3 separate regions of the Mus musculus genome follow, and all the other regions are linked to region 1. The links are chromatin contacts, called in public promoter capture Hi-C maps. All regions are on one chromosome and are shown on one strand. The core of a region is the stretch at or near the end of the contact, and the rest is flanking DNA. Distances in the headings are between cores, read along the strand shown. Region 1 holds the start of Ndufs1 (NADH:ubiquinone oxidoreductase core subunit S1). Region 2 holds the start of Nbeal1 (neurobeachin like 1). Region 3 holds the start of Abi2 (abl-interactor 2).

Region 1 (3,290 bases), core at 422-2,921:
TCTTCTACACTGCTAGGGCCATACTTGCCCAAAGATTTCTTCACTCCCGGCAGGCTTGAAAACAAACATTCTGCCACATTAGGTCAGTGTCAAAGCCCTTTCTAGGCAAAACACACAATCTTCCTTTCCCAGGAACTCCCACTCTCTTCTGGTTATTTAACCTTTAGCACAATCCCAGGCAAATAACTTTACTCTTCACCCATGGGAGACATTGTATTCAGTACTCACTACGGCTTACTCTTTCAGAATGAACATCTGTTTGAGATTTCATTAAGTATGCTCACTTCCATTCTTAGTGAACTGGAATCCACTTCCCCAAACTTCCACCCTTGCTGGTAGTTTCAGAAGAATGGCCAGGGACCGAATGAGCGAGCTACCCTCACACCCCAGCGGTGGCCCCCCCAGGTCCAAAGCACATGATCAGAGAGGTGTGGGAAAGGTGAACTGCGGTTGTCCATGTTCTACCTGTTCTGTGAGAAAATGGAGGACTTCAGTCTCTTGGCCTTGTAAGGTCACAAAGAAATTCAGCTCACACTAGGTCAGCAATGCTAAAGCCAACTTTAACCCGGTCCCTACTTTGCATGTGAAAATCCAGGTAGCACAAAGATACCTTTACCTGGCCTTTTCTTTTTCATACGACTTGATGTGATTATACCAACGTAGGGCATGACACAGGTCAGCAGGTGGTGGACCAGAAACTGCTTCAAATACTGCCACGTCTGCTTGTGATGGCACGTACCTGCCAGTGACACAAAAACAAGTGCACAGACCTTTAAAAGAAAAGACACAAACACTAGCTGGTAAATGACATAGCCCATATCCGTCAAGCTAACTAGTGAGAACAATTACAGGGCTAGCCTAAGTTGCTTCTCATTGAAAGGACACAGAACATGTTTGAATCTAGGCAAGCCCAAGAACTATCTGCCACCCAGGAGAACTCATCCCACCAGACTTGCCACAGGTTTCAACTAACAAACTAACTTGTCCAAAGACGCGGAAGAACCAGCTGGACGTGGGCACACGGAGAGCAAGCATCATCTCAATTATAATGCTGGCAGCCCCTCCCGGGAGGTCCCGCTCCATTGGCATCCCGGCCCCGGGAGCACTGACTCGGCGTCCCCCAGCATCCGGAGACCCGCTTCCTTCCCGCCGAGCCCGCGCCACGTGGCCCCGGCCCCCCAGCCTCTCGGCTCCTGCTCACCCCTCAATGTAGCTCTTGTCCGCCAGGTAATCGTTGAGCACCTGGAGGCCGGCAGGGGTTTTCAGGTCTCCGAATCCCATGGCGAAGGCTGGAACGGGGAGCTGTGCAAAAGCGGAGGACGAGAGCGCCGGGAGGCCGCGGCCAGCGCTGAGGGAAAAAAAGGACCCAGAGCGTCCGGAAAACTCCTTATATAGAGACGGAGGCGTTTCCCTCCGCCGCCCCGGCTAGAGGTTAAAGGTCAAGGTCCGTTCCTAGTCTCGGTCCTCCGCGTACCACTGCGACTTGGTAACTAAAGGGCCCACAGGTCGTCCGCCGGCCTTCCCTTGTCTTTGGAAGAAAATTAATAAAGGAGGCATTTTAAAATGCCTTCGCTCCAAGGACTCCGAAACGAAGGGAAACGCCCTCTGAGGAGCCGGAGTTGAACGAAAGCGCTCGGACGCAAGGCCTCGGCTACTTCCGGCGGAACTGCAGGTCCAAGTCGTCTTCTCCGCTTCCTCCCGGGCTCGCTCTCGGAAATTGCCGAACAGGTCCGAAGACGGGGAAAAACAGTCGAATCTGTGTTTCTAGTCCCTCCTGGCTTTCCGTCCTCCAGGTCGGGCTGACAGAGGTTGCCGTGGCCGCCATATTGACTTAGCGGCCAGGGTTTTGAGGGGTCAGGGAGACCCGGACAGGTCCGCGGAACTACTCGGTGGGCTCCGGAGGAAAGGTGAGGACGCGTTGAAGTGGGCAAGTTGAAGCGCTTCGAGTGGTGTTTTCTTTTTTGGCAGGTCTGCATCCCATAGGTCAGACAAGCCGTTCTCCTCTTGCCCTTGACTGGGTACCAGCTCCTGCCCCGCCACCTCTGGAACCCGGGAGAGCCGGCAGGTGAGGGTTATGAGCCTTGGTTTCTGGTCTGATGGAGCCTAAGCCGATCAGGAGACCTTTGGGAGTCCGGGCTTGCGAGCTACTCTCTCTTTGCAGGGGAAGACAGGAGATGGCCCTGTCATCAGGAGACCGGTTCATCTCCCAGGGTCACGAGAGACTTAAACCTCAGGCATCGGTTTAGTTGCTGTCTTGAACCTGTCCACGCTACTGTTTGTTTTTGTCTAGCCCGGTGATCATGTTGGGTAGTATTTTATTCATTCCACCGACGGGGAGAACTGACAAAAACTAAAAGTTAGCTCAGTCGGAGCTGGAGGGAGAGTCAAGCGGTTAAGAGTGCCTTGCAGAGAGGATCCGAGTTCGGTTCCCACTAGCCCAGTCAGAAGACTCCCAGCTGCCATGTAACCTTATCAGGGAATTCTCCACTCTCTTTTGGACTGTGAGCACCGGCACTTAGAAGTGCACATTACCCACACACAGATAAGCACATGCACACATAAACTAAAAATGAATCTTAAAAAGTTAGCCTGGAGTCCGCTGCAGATCAGGAAGCTGCGGTGTCTTCAAGTTTGTGAGGTTCATGTCTGTAAGACCAAACAGATTTCTGGGATCCACCCCCACCCCATCACTAAATCTAATATTCTAAGCCAGCTCATCAGCGCCTTTTAGAAAGTTACTTTTATAAGATACAGCCAAGATATTAGAGCCAGGGTGTGATGATGGTACCTGTCTGTAATTCCAGAAAGGGGAGGCTGAGATGTGAGGATTGAACGGAGAACTTTGTGTGTGATTAGGTAAGGACTCTACTAACTGAGCTACATCCCTGACTTGACTGGCTATTTTTGTTCCTATTTGGTAGATACTATGTCTAAAATACATATTAGAGCTGGGAAAGATCTTAGTTGGAAATGATGCTTGCCAATCCTGACATCCTGAGTTAGATCTCCAGGACCCACATTGATGGAAAGAAAGAACTGACTTTCAAAGGGTGTCCTTTAACTTTCACAGGCACCCGCCCCACCCACCTCCTTGTGTGTTTATGGTGACACTCACGGAGTAAGTAAATGAATGTCAACAACAACAACAACAGTAAAATATATACCAATCTGGACATGGTGGTGCGTGTTGATAATTCTGCTCCTTGCTTGGGAAGTGGAGGCCTGAAGTTTAGGAGTCCAAGTTAATCCTTGACTTCATAGCAAGTGTGAAGCCAGTCTGAGGTACATGA
Region 2 (3,290 bases), core at 336-2,835, 3.0 Mb after region 1:
CTGAAGATATATCAAAGAAATATTTGTAAGTTTTTAATAGCAGGCCAATATTGTCAATGTACTCAAAACTGAAAAATAAATATGGGAAATTCAAGATCTCTTACATGTTTTTTAAAATTTATTTATTTCTCTTGCATGTTTTTTAAATTCAGGATGGGGGAGTTGTTTGGGGTTCTGTTTTGAGAATTGCAGCCCTGGCTGTCCTGGAAATGTCTTACGTCCACTAGGATAGACTCAAACTCACATAACACCACCTGGCCCGGCATTGTTCTAGGACTCTGTTCTGGGACTAAAGGTATGCACCACCACACCTGCCAGTTCAGGATTATCAATATGCACAAACACACTACACAATAAGGTCATAATGCTGGATACAAAATTTTATAATCAAGTAATTTTAAGTACAGAAATAAAAGGAAAGCAAATTACCTTTGTACAATAAAGCATCCAAAGTTCAAAGAGCCTCTCTCTGGCTGCCATTCTGGCTTTCCACTCTGGTACTTTAATATTTCCTCAAAAAGACGGTTCAAGACCATATCATATTACTTTATTTTCCAAGTTTATCAGCCGTTACAGTAAAGCTCAAAGCAGTGGAATAAACAAAAAAAAAACAAAAAAAAAAATTCGTAGAACAAATAAGACTGTCTCAGGTCAATAAGGGTCAATTTCAGCAACTACTCCAACACTTCTTCATCAGGGGTAGCTGGTCTCGTAAATAGGTCTGTGAAATACAAAAATATCCTAAGTTTTTTTAAGCCACATTTGAAAAAAAAAAATCCAGATATCCGTCTGCCTTGATCACCCCATTCAAAGGGATAAATTTTTAATGTGATTAGATATTCCAGAAACTCCTGTTTGGCACACCACGACTAATGATCAACATAAAATACTAAAACCTTCCAGGCAGATTCACAACCAAAACTGCGGTAGATGGGAAGGAAGACGGCTCCCTACTCACGCCTTCCTTTAACCAGGAGCACAGATCAAACACAACAAATATCCGAGATTTCTCGCCAGCTTCTTAAAAGTTGCTGGGAATGTTTGCTGCGTTGCAGGGCAGGGCGTGGGGGGAGGGCCCGAGGAATTCCTGGTTTGTTTGTTTTAACCATCCACACAGCGAAAGTCATCCTGCCTACCTGGCTTCCACCTCTCCACCCAAGAAGAAAGGGGCTCACACACCGTGGCAAGGACCACCTCCCGTGGGACGACCCCAGACCCCGCCTCGCAGCAGTCCGGGGACCTTTCCATTTCCTCCCTGCGTCCCCGTTACGAACAAGAGAGACAAACGTCAGGCGTGCCAATCAACTTCAGAAGCGCGGCCCGGAGCGCTCTGGGACCCAGACCCGGGACCCACGCCAACCGGCCGCAGCCAGACCCGCCCGGGCCGGCCGCGCCCCCTCGCCCGCCGCCGCCGCCCCTCAGGCTGCAGCCCTGCGCCGCATTCCCCCGGGCCTTCCCGCCCCGCGGCAGCCTCCGCCCGACCTCGGCGTCCCCTCACCACGCTCACAGGCCCGCCGGCGCCACCCCGCCGCGGGCTAACTTGCTGCCCTCCGCCCTGCCCGCGGCGAAGCCCCGTGTCACCCCGAAGCCGGGCGGGAGGCGGAGGCGGAGGCGGGGTAGCGCCGACGCGGGGTGGGAGGAGCCAGGGGCGGAGCAGCCCCTGGGCTAATCATTCCGGCCTCTGGGGATTTACCCGGCCCTCCGGCAGCCGCTCCTCGAGGGCCGCTCAGCCCCGAAGCCCCTCCCCCGGCATGCCTGCGCAGCCGCAGTGCCCTCGCTCAGGCTCTGAAAGCGGTCGGAGCCAGCCTGGGCATTCCGGTCAGTAGTCACCCAGCTGGACGTGAGGGCCGACGTGCTGACGTCGCTCCCCGCCCCTGCTAGGTGGGGCGGACGGAACTTTCCTCGCCTGGCGGCGCCTCTGCGAATCAGCTGAGGACCGGCGACCCTAGGGCGTCTCGAAGGGATCTCGATTTGATTTCTTTGTAGAAATGGGATTGGTCCTGGGACAGAGCTCAAAAGCGAAAAAAGAAGAAAAGAAATCTTTACCTGTTCTGGCGTCGTTGCCTTTGTACTGTCACTGCCATTCTGTGTCTGTTCCAAGGAGACTGCTGTACGGAATGAGTTCCGTCTTTCAGAAAAAGAAGCAAAAGGCAGTCTTATTAGCTGCACACACTTTCTTAAGGTTGTTGTTGTTGCTATTGTTTTAAGAGAGGAGAAAAGCGTAAGATTAACCTTTTAAATCTAAACATTTAAGAAACTATTGTGAAATTTTACAAACATATAAAAAAATCAGTTTTAGAGCAGCTTAGCATCTGAGATGCCCTGTGTTTGATTCCTAACAAGCACACACAAGGAAACAAAGTAATAAAATGAACTTCTATATGTAATCACTAAGCTTCAGAAATAATCGAAGCCACCCTGAAGAAACAGGTCTGTGATCTAGCACTTAGGAGATGGAGGGAGAGAGATCAGGAGTTCAGCGCTGACATGGGCTACCTAGCAAGTCTGGGACCAACCTGTGCCGCATGAGACCTTGCCACAAAAGAAAAGAAGAAGAAAGGAAAGGGAGGGAGATGACTTGCTGTGCAAGCCAGACCTCCTGAAATGCAAGATGGAGACTGGAGGGCCAGCGAGCCCTGGCCACAAACAAGAGACCCTAGCTCACTAAATGGAAAGCAAGAACCTACTCATGAAAATTATCCTCTGGCATATACACATGCACAATAGATAAATAAATGTAAAGCTACTAATGCCATCATGGGGGTTCACTATGTGACCTTTATTTTTAAAATATACTAATGCCCCCACATGCCCTGTGTGCGTCCTTGTGCCACATATGTTTGTATACCCTCTGAGGCCAGAAGATATCTTATCCCTGGGAGCTGGAGGTCTGGGTGGGGGTGGGGGCTCCTGACATGGGTGCTGGGAACATTGTCTTGTGTGCTGCAAATGCTCTTAACCACTGAGCCATCTTCCAGCCCTTATCTATTCTCGCTTATTAGATTAATCTACAAGTTTTTCTTGTCAAGAATCACAGGATAAATAATTCCGTTTTGCAGACCATGCAGTAGCTTGGATATCAAAGGTGAAAGTAAATTTTGTGATTCTGTCACCAAAATGTAGAGTTCCCGTTATCCTTCACAACAAACATCAATGAGTAGAGGACGGGAATTAAATCATTAAGCTTCAGTAACATTATTTAAAAACCCTGTGATCTGAGGAGACAACTGATTAACAACAGCCTATTCACTTACCTTCTGATCTCCAGCCAGTTTGGCTGGAACAGAGTG
Region 3 (3,290 bases), core at 535-3,034, 2.8 Mb after region 1:
AAGAGCAGTCAGTGCTCTAAACCATTGAGCCATCTCTCCAGCCTGCAGTAAAACCTTTGAATGCTTCCTACATAGCTCTGTATTTGTAAAGTATCTGACAGACATTTGTGGGGAATTTTGATCAATCTTTGACCAAAGACACACACACTCTTCCTACTGAACACACACTTTCCACCACTTCTTTTTAGGGGAGAAGATTCAATTATGTCTGATTCATTCTCAATACAAATGTTTACAACATAATAGTAGAGTTCAGTGTGTGTATAACCAAATAAAATCTAAGCACATTGTCTTTGACTAACAATGTGGTCCTCAAAAAACTTAAGATCCTATAAATTGCAGCATCTGGGTTTTTTTGTTTTGGTTTTTTGGGGTTTTTTTTTTTTTTCCAATTCATACTCAGATTTGAGAATGTTTTCAATACAACTGCTGTTAAGGATATCTGCAGGGACGGGAGTAGGGACAAGAACATTAAAATACAGCTAACAGTTTAAGCATCACGCTTCCATTCCATTTTATCCAAAGAATTTAAACGGGAGTAAAAAAAATGTAGACACAACCTGTAATTCAGTATAAGCCCTACGGAAAACAAGAGATACTGGATTTGCATACCATGAGTTAATTTTTAAAGTGTTGCTTCACAAAATTTTTACATTTATCCCATGACCAGCTGGTTCTCATCTCACCAATGCCCCGCCCCACACACACTTCTCACCTTCCTACACACACATACACTGAAGTCCCTGGGCCAAACCAATCATCATGGGAAAAAAACTAAACCATGTGGTTCGTTTCCCTAATTCTTTGTGAAAATAGTCATAGTTCTTTTTTCCCCAAAGGAAAATTACCTATTCTAACGAGACCTGAGAAGGAAAGGCAGCTCATTATCAGTTTCCCATTCTCCACAGGGAGGAGAAAAAAAAAATGGTATTAACTTGCAATAAGAGACAGCCGTTCCACCATGCCCCTTTTACATTTTAAAAATGTTTAAACTTAAGGGTTAAGAATTTTTGTTTTGTCTTCAGGGTACATTCGCAGGAATGGAGAAGTGAGGCATTTCACTTTGCAGAAAAAGGACCCCTTAATAAAAAGGGGGTCCCTCGGAATTTGGGCAGGGGGTAACCTATCCCTCTGTCACACAAGCCTGCCATCGAGCAAGATCCCGTTAGACAGAAAACGCCACTCGCCACCTCCCCCGCCATCCGGAACACTGACAGGAGAGGACTGCGGGGGCGACGGGGCAGAGGCGAGGGGGCGGGACGCCACGCACCGCACGGCACCGCACCGGTCACTCGCACGGGGCTGCTGGGGCCTGGTGGCGACCCTCGCTCCCTGCAGCCGCCGCCCTCGCCCTGTCCCTACCCCGGCGCGGCTCCCTGGACCGAGCACCGCGCGGCCTCCCCCGCTCGCCATCGCCCCGCGCGCCCCTCACAGCCCGCGTCCTGCCGCGCCGAGCCGCGCGAGGGGCCGCGTCGCATCGCACCTGGATGTAGTTATTCTCGCAGTAGTCGGCCACCCGCTCCAGATTCGTGTAGCTGTCGAAGAGAGCCCGGCGGCCCCCCGGGATTTCCTCTTCCAGCAGCATCTGCAGCTCCGCCATCTTCACATCCTTCTCTTCCTCCTCCTCCTCCTCCTACTCCTCCTCATACAGCCCGCAGAGGCAGCGGCCGCGACGCCCGGGAGAGGAGGAGCAGCGGCGGACGCGGCGGGAATCGGGAGGAGCGAGCGGCTACCCCCCCACACACACCCTACGGCGCGCGACGAGGGAGGGGGCGGAGGGGAATGGAGGCGGGGCGCGAGCCGACGGGCCGCGAGGACGGTCACCGCGGCGACGGGCGCGCGCACGCGCGCTCCCCTCCACCCGCCCCCAGCGCCCGAAAAAGATTCCCACCCGCGCCGCCCCTCCCCCACTTCCGGCGTCTCCTAGCGACGGGAGGGCGGGGGCCGGGATGCGCGCGGGAGCGGGGCTCTGGGTTAACCCTTCGGCCCCGCGCGGCCTTCCTGGGTCTGGGAGTCCTCAGCAGCCTTTGTTAGCCGGGCGGGAATGCACCTCTGCTCCCTGCTGCTTCACGCCGCCGCCCCCCATCTTCACCTCTGCACTTCACCCGGGGCCGGAACCCTGCGGAGGTCATCTGCCTGAGGAAGCTCGCCTAGGGAGAGGACACAGTGTCTTCACAAGCTCTGTGAAAGATAACACCTCATCCGAACAGGCAGAGCCACTGAACTTCCAGGCAGCTCTAAATACCACCTTGAACCTCATCGGCTTCTTTACAAATTGCAGTTACCTAGTCCCAAACCTATTCGTTCGTTCATTCATTCATTCATTCATTCACTCCCTTCCGTCCCCTGTCCTGTCCTCTCTTTCTTCTTGGCATGGTCTCCTGTATAGACCGGGCTGACTGGAATTACAGCCACATGCTGTGGTTGCCCAGCCTGGGCCTCCTCCTCACTTCACTTTTTTTAAAATTTCGATGGTGGTTTTGCTGGTACTATTTTATTTATTCACATGGTTGTAGCATGAATAAGATTAAACGAACAATGACAAACGTGCGTTTTTTTCAGATTAAGTACTACAAATTCAAGGACGTTCATCCTGGTCTTGTTATCCAGATATCTAATCTTTTTTCATAAATATGATTGGCCCACACCGTGAAACTTGAAAAAAATAAATAAAACTGACACCTTCTGTGATATCAAGACCACAATCTTTGTTAGTTCTGTGGAAACCCAAAGGGCACCCACCATCTTAGAGGGGTTTAGAGTTTAGGATTTGTGGTTTCAACTTTTATTGCTCTTGCTGTCACTTGGCCTCCTGTGATCAAATTTCAGATGATGAGGGAACGATTATACATTCCTAGAAAAAAATCAAATGCACTCGCTCACATATTTGTGGAGTAAACCCTGTGTTGTTACGTTGGCTTTATGATAAATACATTACCAATATGCGTGAGCTTTTGCCGCAGAGCCTAAAACAGTATTTTTAAATGATGATGTGGTCCACCTGGATCTATTGTTCAGCACTTTAAACACCTGTCTTAGTGTGAATGTTCTAAGTGTGAGAAGCTTGTTAAAAACAAAAGGGAGAGCTGGGGTTTGTAGCTGAGTTTAACTATGTGTGGAAAAAGAAGAGAAGCCTAAAGTGTGTGGAGGGGGATAGTTATGTATAGACACATGCACTTGTTTCAGGAAATGAGGTACAAACAGGTGAAGAAAACAAACATCAGATCAGACTCTTATACAAACCAGTAAATCAAAAAACTGTGTTGATGGGTCTGGAGAGATGGTTCAGC

What was found. Capture Hi-C pulls out chosen DNA fragments and counts their contacts.
Region 2: a contact with region 1 is called in a promoter capture Hi-C map of liver, with 5 times the contacts expected there. The contact joins the promoter of Nbeal1 here to the promoter of Ndufs1 in region 1. A contact is called at or near these places in 5 of 39 promoter capture datasets (the 3T3-L1 cell line, frontonasal cranial neural crest, hippocampal neurons and 2 more), 2 of 115 datasets of contacts at active chromatin or transcription factors (astrocytes and embryonic forebrain) and 1 of 9 other capture datasets (liver).
Region 3: a promoter capture Hi-C map of adipose tissue shows a contact between it and region 1, with 2.8 times the contacts expected there. The contact joins the promoter of Abi2 here to the promoter of Ndufs1 in region 1. A contact is called at or near these places in 1 of 39 promoter capture datasets (hippocampal neurons), 1 of 115 datasets of contacts at active chromatin or transcription factors (astrocytes) and 1 of 9 other capture datasets (adipose tissue).

Annotation. Positions count from the first base shown.
Region 1 is chr1:63,175,203-63,178,492 of GRCm38.p6, reverse strand. It overlaps Ndufs1 (NADH:ubiquinone oxidoreductase core subunit S1), which reads left to right and starts at 1,671. Exons shown (of 19, transcript NM_145518.2): 1 at 1,671-1,907. It overlaps Eef1b2 (eukaryotic translation elongation factor 1 beta 2), which reads right to left and starts at 1,662. Exons shown (of 6, transcript NM_018796.3): 1 at 1,202-1,662; 2 at 617-739; 3 at 1-54. The coding sequence starts at 1,281.
Region 2 is chr1:60,178,894-60,182,183 of GRCm38.p6, reverse strand. It overlaps Nbeal1 (neurobeachin like 1), which reads right to left and starts at 1,585. Exons shown (of 55, transcript NM_173444.2): 1 at 1,499-1,585; 2 at 430-721. The coding sequence starts at 480.
Region 3 is chr1:60,408,113-60,411,402 of GRCm38.p6, reverse strand. It overlaps Abi2 (abl-interactor 2), which reads right to left and starts at 1,784. Exons shown (of 12, transcript NM_001198570.1): 1 at 1,484-1,784. The coding sequence starts at 1,600.